2 separate regions of the Danio rerio genome follow, and region 1 is linked to region 2. A link is a contact called in public Hi-C data. All regions are on one chromosome and are shown on one strand. Each heading gives the region's core, a stretch centred on a gene start, on an enhancer-like site or on the middle of the called end of the contact. The rest is flanking DNA. Distances are from core to core; before and after follow the strand shown.

Region 1 (2,768 bases), core at 163-2,662, 110 kb after region 2:
TGGAGTTTGCATGTTCTCCCTGCCTTCACGTGGGTTTCCTCCGGGTGCTCTGGTTTACCCCACAGTCCAACGACATGCGGTACAGGTGAATTGGGTAGGCTAAAGTGTCCGTAGTGCATGAGTGTATGTGTGTGGATGTTTCCCAGAGATGGGTTGTAGCTGGACGGCCATTCGCTGCGTTAAAACGTGCTGGATAAGTTGGCAGTTCATTCCGCTGTGGCGACCCCGGATCAATAAAGGGACTAAGCCGACAAGAAAATGAATGAATGAATTTTCCAATTCACCTATGTGTTTGGATAGTGGGGGAGACCAAAACACCCAGAGGAAACTCATGCCAACATGAGGAGAACATGCAAACTTCACACCGAAATGCCACCTGACCCAGCCGGGACTTAAACCAGCAACCTTCTTGCTTTGAGGCAACAGCACTACCCACTGCACCACTACACAGCGACTATAATGTTATTTTAATAAATACAGCCGTTTTATAAACCTGTTTTATAAATATATATATATATATATATATATATATATATATATATATATATATATATATATATATATATATATATATATATATATATATATATATTAGGCATGGGACGATAATCAATTTCAAGGTTTACCGCGGTTTGAAAAAGTAAAGGTTTAAAAACCATTAAAATGTTCTGCTATACCGTTCTTAAGATATAGACCATTTCAATGTGCTGATGTCATTGGCACTTGAACATTTCCTGCTTGTTGTCAAACTATTTCATAACTATAACAAGAGGCAATTCAATCATGACTTAATATTAAAATTTCGGTGTGGAGTTTGCATGTTCTCTCCCGGTGTTGGTGTGGGTTTCCTCTGGGTGATCCGGTTTCCCCCACAGTCCAAAGACTTGTGATATAGATGAATTGAAAAAGCTAAATTGGCCCAAGTGTATGTGTGTGCATGCGAGAGTGTATGGATGTTTACCAGTACTGGGTTGTGGCTGGAAGGGCATCCGCTGCGTAAAACATATGCCGGAATAGTTGGCAGTTCTTTACGCTGTGGCGACCCCTGATAAATAAAGGGACTAAGCCAAAGGTAAATGAATGGATGAAAATGTTCATGCTTTATTCTCACTATGAAAAATAAAATAAAATTAAATTAAATTAAATTAAATTAAATAAAACAAAATAAAATAAAATAAAATAAAATAAAATAAAATAAAATTAAATAAAATTAAATTAAATTAAATTAAATTAAATTAAATTAAATTAAATTAAATAAAAGGCTTTTCATCATATCTTTATCTCATCTCTCTCTCTAGAGTCAACCCCTCGACTCTTAATGGTGTTTCTAGAGAGACACAAGCAGATGAGCAACACTGAGCCGCATTGAGACAGCAGGCAAATATGCGTCTCTTTTGTGTCCTCATTACGACTTCAGACCGAATTCAATCACGATCTCAATCCCCAGTGACGCTGCCATTGCTTAAGGGGACCGGGACTCTCCCAAATGCTACATATGCATTATTTAAACATTATATTTAGGCTACATACGTGTAATCACTTTATTAAATCTACAGGAAAGCGCGATGGATTTGAAATGAACGCTTTACTGAAAAGAGCCGTCTATCGCTATCATCAGTATACAGATGCAGTCTGTAATGCCTTAATTATTTAATAACTGCACACTGATTCCTAATGCCCTGCTGCTTTTTAGTTGCTTTGGTAAAAGGAATAGCAACAGACATGACCTTAGTGTAAATAATTGATGCGTTCTTGTGTTTTCCGGAGAGATCGCGCATATTCTTGAGCTTTTGTGTGAAATATATAGGATGAGATTGTGTTTGCAGGATGTTTTGGAGACTGAGCGTCCCCTTGTGGACATTTGAGGGAATGCTTTTGAGCAGATCAATAACACATCAACAAATTTTGAGGTCAAAATTTTATCAAATATTTGCCAATGTCGACACAAGCCTCTCAGTACTTTCTGATGAAAAAATAAAGTTGCTTTAACGTAGCTAACTCGCTATAGTTTTTTCTTTAATGCTCATCAATTTCACAAATAATACCTGAAGTTCCTCATCGTCATAATTGTCTAAGGTTTCTGTAAATTAATGAAGCCATAAATTAAAAAGTCATTAATTATATATATATATATATATATATATATATATATATATATATATATATATATATATATATATATATATATATATATATATATATATATATATATATATAGTTGAAGTCAGAATTATTAGCCCCCCTGATTTTTTTCCCCAATTTCTGTTTAACGGACTGAAGATTTCTTCAACACATTTCTAAACATAATAGTTTTATTTTTCCTATTAAAAATATGAATTTAAGTGATAGGGGTGTACTTATATATGCTGAGCACTGTATATAAAATATATGTCCCCAACTCCTGTGTGTAATTTTACTTTTATAGTGACGAATAAGTTCTGTTCATTGCCTCTAAAGTGAAATAACTGAATATAAATATAGAAGGCTGAGAAAAATGCTCATTTTAGGAGAATATTTTAGATGGCCTTTAGAGGTTTTTTCATCTTAACCCTTGATATAAAATGTATGTGCTATATGTACGTTGTTGACTGTTTTAAATATAAATAAGAAATAAAAATATGTACTCTATATATACACACACACATATATATATATATATATATATATATATATATATATATATATATATATATATATATATATATATATATATATATATATATATATATATATATATATATATATACGAGCACTACCTACTCTTAGTC
Region 2 (3,044 bases), core at 540-3,039:
AGTATACCTCAATCCGAATAGTAATATTCAATGTGCACTTCAGAAACTGGACTTCCACACATCAACATTTCTCCCGCATGAGAAGACGTTCTTTGCTAGAGGATGTGACAAATTACGCCAACATAACAGTATCAGGGACCACTCTTATGTCATTTAGTAATTCACAAACAATTAATTCTGCTAGAATACACAACACATGGATCTACAGCAAATGCAGTGGTGCAATAATACTGATGTAATAAAGTCGCAGGTGTATGCATCGTACAACCAGTCAGTTGTACGAAGAACCTTCAGATTCAGTATTTCGCTCACGACGCTAGTCAAAATGTCATTTACTCTATGCAAAATTCACCAACATATGATTAAAGCTGTAGTCATACTGCTCTTTTCGCCCCATTCATATGCATGTGAATGCAGGAAATTAGACACACAAGCTAGTGCAACGAATTTCGCATGCTGCAGCATTTGAAATTTCAAGTTTGGTAAATTATCCTGTGATTTTGCATTACATGAATACGTGAGATTAATTGAAGTTTAAAATGTGAACTCTCTGTGCAGTAATATAAAATATGGAGCATTCACTTGCTTTATCAGTGTCACATAATCTTGTTTTATCCTGGACTGGACAGCCCAATCACCAGACATGAACATTATTGAGCATATCTGGGGTAAGATGCAGGAGAAGGCATTAAAGATGACTCCAAAGAATCTTAATTGACTCTGGGAGTCCTTCAAGAACGCTTTCTTTGCCATTTCAGATGACTTTATTAATAAGTTATTTGAGTCATTGCAGAGATGTATGGATGCAGTCCTCCAAGCTCATGGGAGTCATACACAATATTCATTATTTTTCCATTGCACTGTGACTTCATATTCTACACTGTATATTACTTCTGTTAAGTGACAACACTTTTGCAAAGTCAGACCTTACTGTCCTAATTAAAAAAATAAAATTAAAGCTTGATCATATTTTATTTTGGTCAAATAAGTGTAATTTAAAGGTCTTTGCCTTTCACATAAGTCACTCCTGATACCAAATGATCAACTAGAAGTCAAACTATTTGTTGTTCCTAAAACTTGGATGGACGACAAGACTTTTGTCAGGTAGTGTATGTGAATCAAAAATAATAAAACGTTACATGTGTTCAAGCAAACAATAGCAAAATGTAAAAATAACCCCCCCAAAAGCAGTTGTAAGCATAAAACGATTCATGAAATTGATAGTCTATAGTCATTCTTCAATCAGTTTCTTTTAACCATTTCTTTTAACCCTATATTTTCCCTCTGGTTTTGCTTTTGCGTCATTCCTCCGGGGTCAAATATCAACTACAACTGCTTCAGCTGCATAAAAACCCATAAAGGTGTTTTGAAACGAACAATTACCATGTCATCAGCGTGCCACTTAATACCAAACAATTTAATCAAGCACCATAATTTATTCGCTAATAGCATATCAAAGCTCGGAATTAAACAGCGAGTTATCAGAATGAATTTCTGTCTAATTGTTGTTTACAAAATTAAATAACGCCTTTGCTTAACTAGTTTTTTTTTTTTTTTTACTGTGTACTAATTAGGCAAGAAGTGAAATGCTCGAGTGATCATGTGTGAAACACAAACTTTTCTTTTAATTATTATTCAGTTCTGCCAGCGTGAGAGAGCTGTGATCTCTCTTCAACTTTTGGCTGAAGTCTGAAGGAAAGATTTTTTTGGCCGCAGTCATATCCGTCTCGACAGGACAGAAGATCTTTCGACTCTGCGCAAACGTCACAGCAAAACAAACTTCCTTTGCTAGGCCCACGCTCCTCCTTTTTAATTTATTTCTACAATTTTGGCAGCGTGCATAGCTTAGTTGCTTCATCCATCCTCGCCCGTCCTTCTCTCTCTCTCTCTGCGTTTCGTGAATGTTTATTTCCTTCTTGCCACTCTACCCTCCTTCTCCCTTCAACCTTCATCTCATTCGTCTCTGTGTTGCGCACTCTGTCACTGTAATAGGAAACATTTCTCTCTTTCCCTGGTAAACACCCACAGTTTTATGCAGAGAATCAAGAGCAAAAATGCCTCATGTGCTTGGTATAAGTAACACTTTTCGAGGATGTAGTGATTAGCTTAATGTCCACACTGAAAAAAATAATTCTTTCATAACATTTTTGTCTTGTTTCTAGTCCAAATATCTACAAATTCTTAAATCAAGAAGCATTTTGTTAGAAAAGTAAAAGTCTATTTGATTTTATAAATATTATGTCAAAATTACACAAGTTTTTCCTTAAAAAAAAGCTAAATAATCTGCCAATATGGTATTTGCTTACCTATTTGGCAGATTATTTAGCTTCTTTTAAAGAAAAACTTGCTTAATTTTGACATAATATTTCTAAAAGCGATGACATTTTTTGGACCTTTCTTGAAAATGTTACTAGGTTTAGGAAGTTTTAGATATTTGGACTAGAAATAACAAAAACTTAAGTAAGAAAAGCGTTTTTTCCTGTGAAACCTCATTTTGCAAGTGATTCAGGTTTGAATCTGGCAAGTTCGTTCACAGGTCAATCTTTATAAATTTTTCTTTTGTGGATTTAAAGAGTTTCATGTCTAAACATTGTAGCATTTTAAGGAATATTGACATCCACATAGAAACGGAAAAACTGGCTTAAAACTAGGGTTGGGTATCGTTTGGGGTTATTTCGATAATAGTGCTAAATCGATACTTTTAAAATGGTACCAGTGCCAAAACGATGCCTGAACCGATACTTTTAAGGCACAAAACTGTTAAAATAATTATAAAAAATATTTTAATGATTACAATAAAACAATATAAATATATATTTATAAGTTTAAACTACACATCAATTCATATTTTATATATATGAATTGCATTAAAATGTTATTTTGATAATTTGTTTTTAGCCTGAATGCACAATTTGTATTATACAATTAACATTACATTGGTTTACTGCTAACCTGTGGAAAGGCTGTCAGCGAAACAGTGAACTCCTTTTTTCTAGGGTTGGGGTTTGTGACTATGTTTACATGGACATCAGTGATCTAATGAT

The links. A called contact is a pair of places that touch in the nucleus more often than the background predicts.
Region 1: a Hi-C map of an unstated tissue shows a contact between it and region 2, with 2.5 times the contacts expected there. The contact joins two enhancer-like sites. A contact is called at or near these places in 3 of 18 Hi-C or Micro-C datasets (caudal fin, skeletal muscle and an unstated tissue) and 2 of 4 datasets of contacts at active chromatin or transcription factors (embryo and gastrula embryo).

The regions. Positions count from the first base shown.
Region 1 is chr1:50,517,790-50,520,557 of GRCz12tu, reverse strand. No RefSeq gene overlaps it. Among named protein-coding and RNA genes, the nearest start is that of morc3b, 33 kb to the right of the region's middle. Within about 2 kb of position 1,412, at least 11 of the 62 cell types and tissues checked have an H3K27ac peak or open chromatin away from gene starts, as enhancers often do.
Region 2 is chr1:50,628,981-50,632,024 of GRCz12tu, reverse strand. It overlaps a transcript of bcl9 not described here. Among named protein-coding and RNA genes, the nearest start is that of bcl9, 69 kb to the left of the region's middle. Within about 2 kb of position 1,789, at least 12 of the 62 cell types and tissues checked have an H3K27ac peak or open chromatin away from gene starts, as enhancers often do.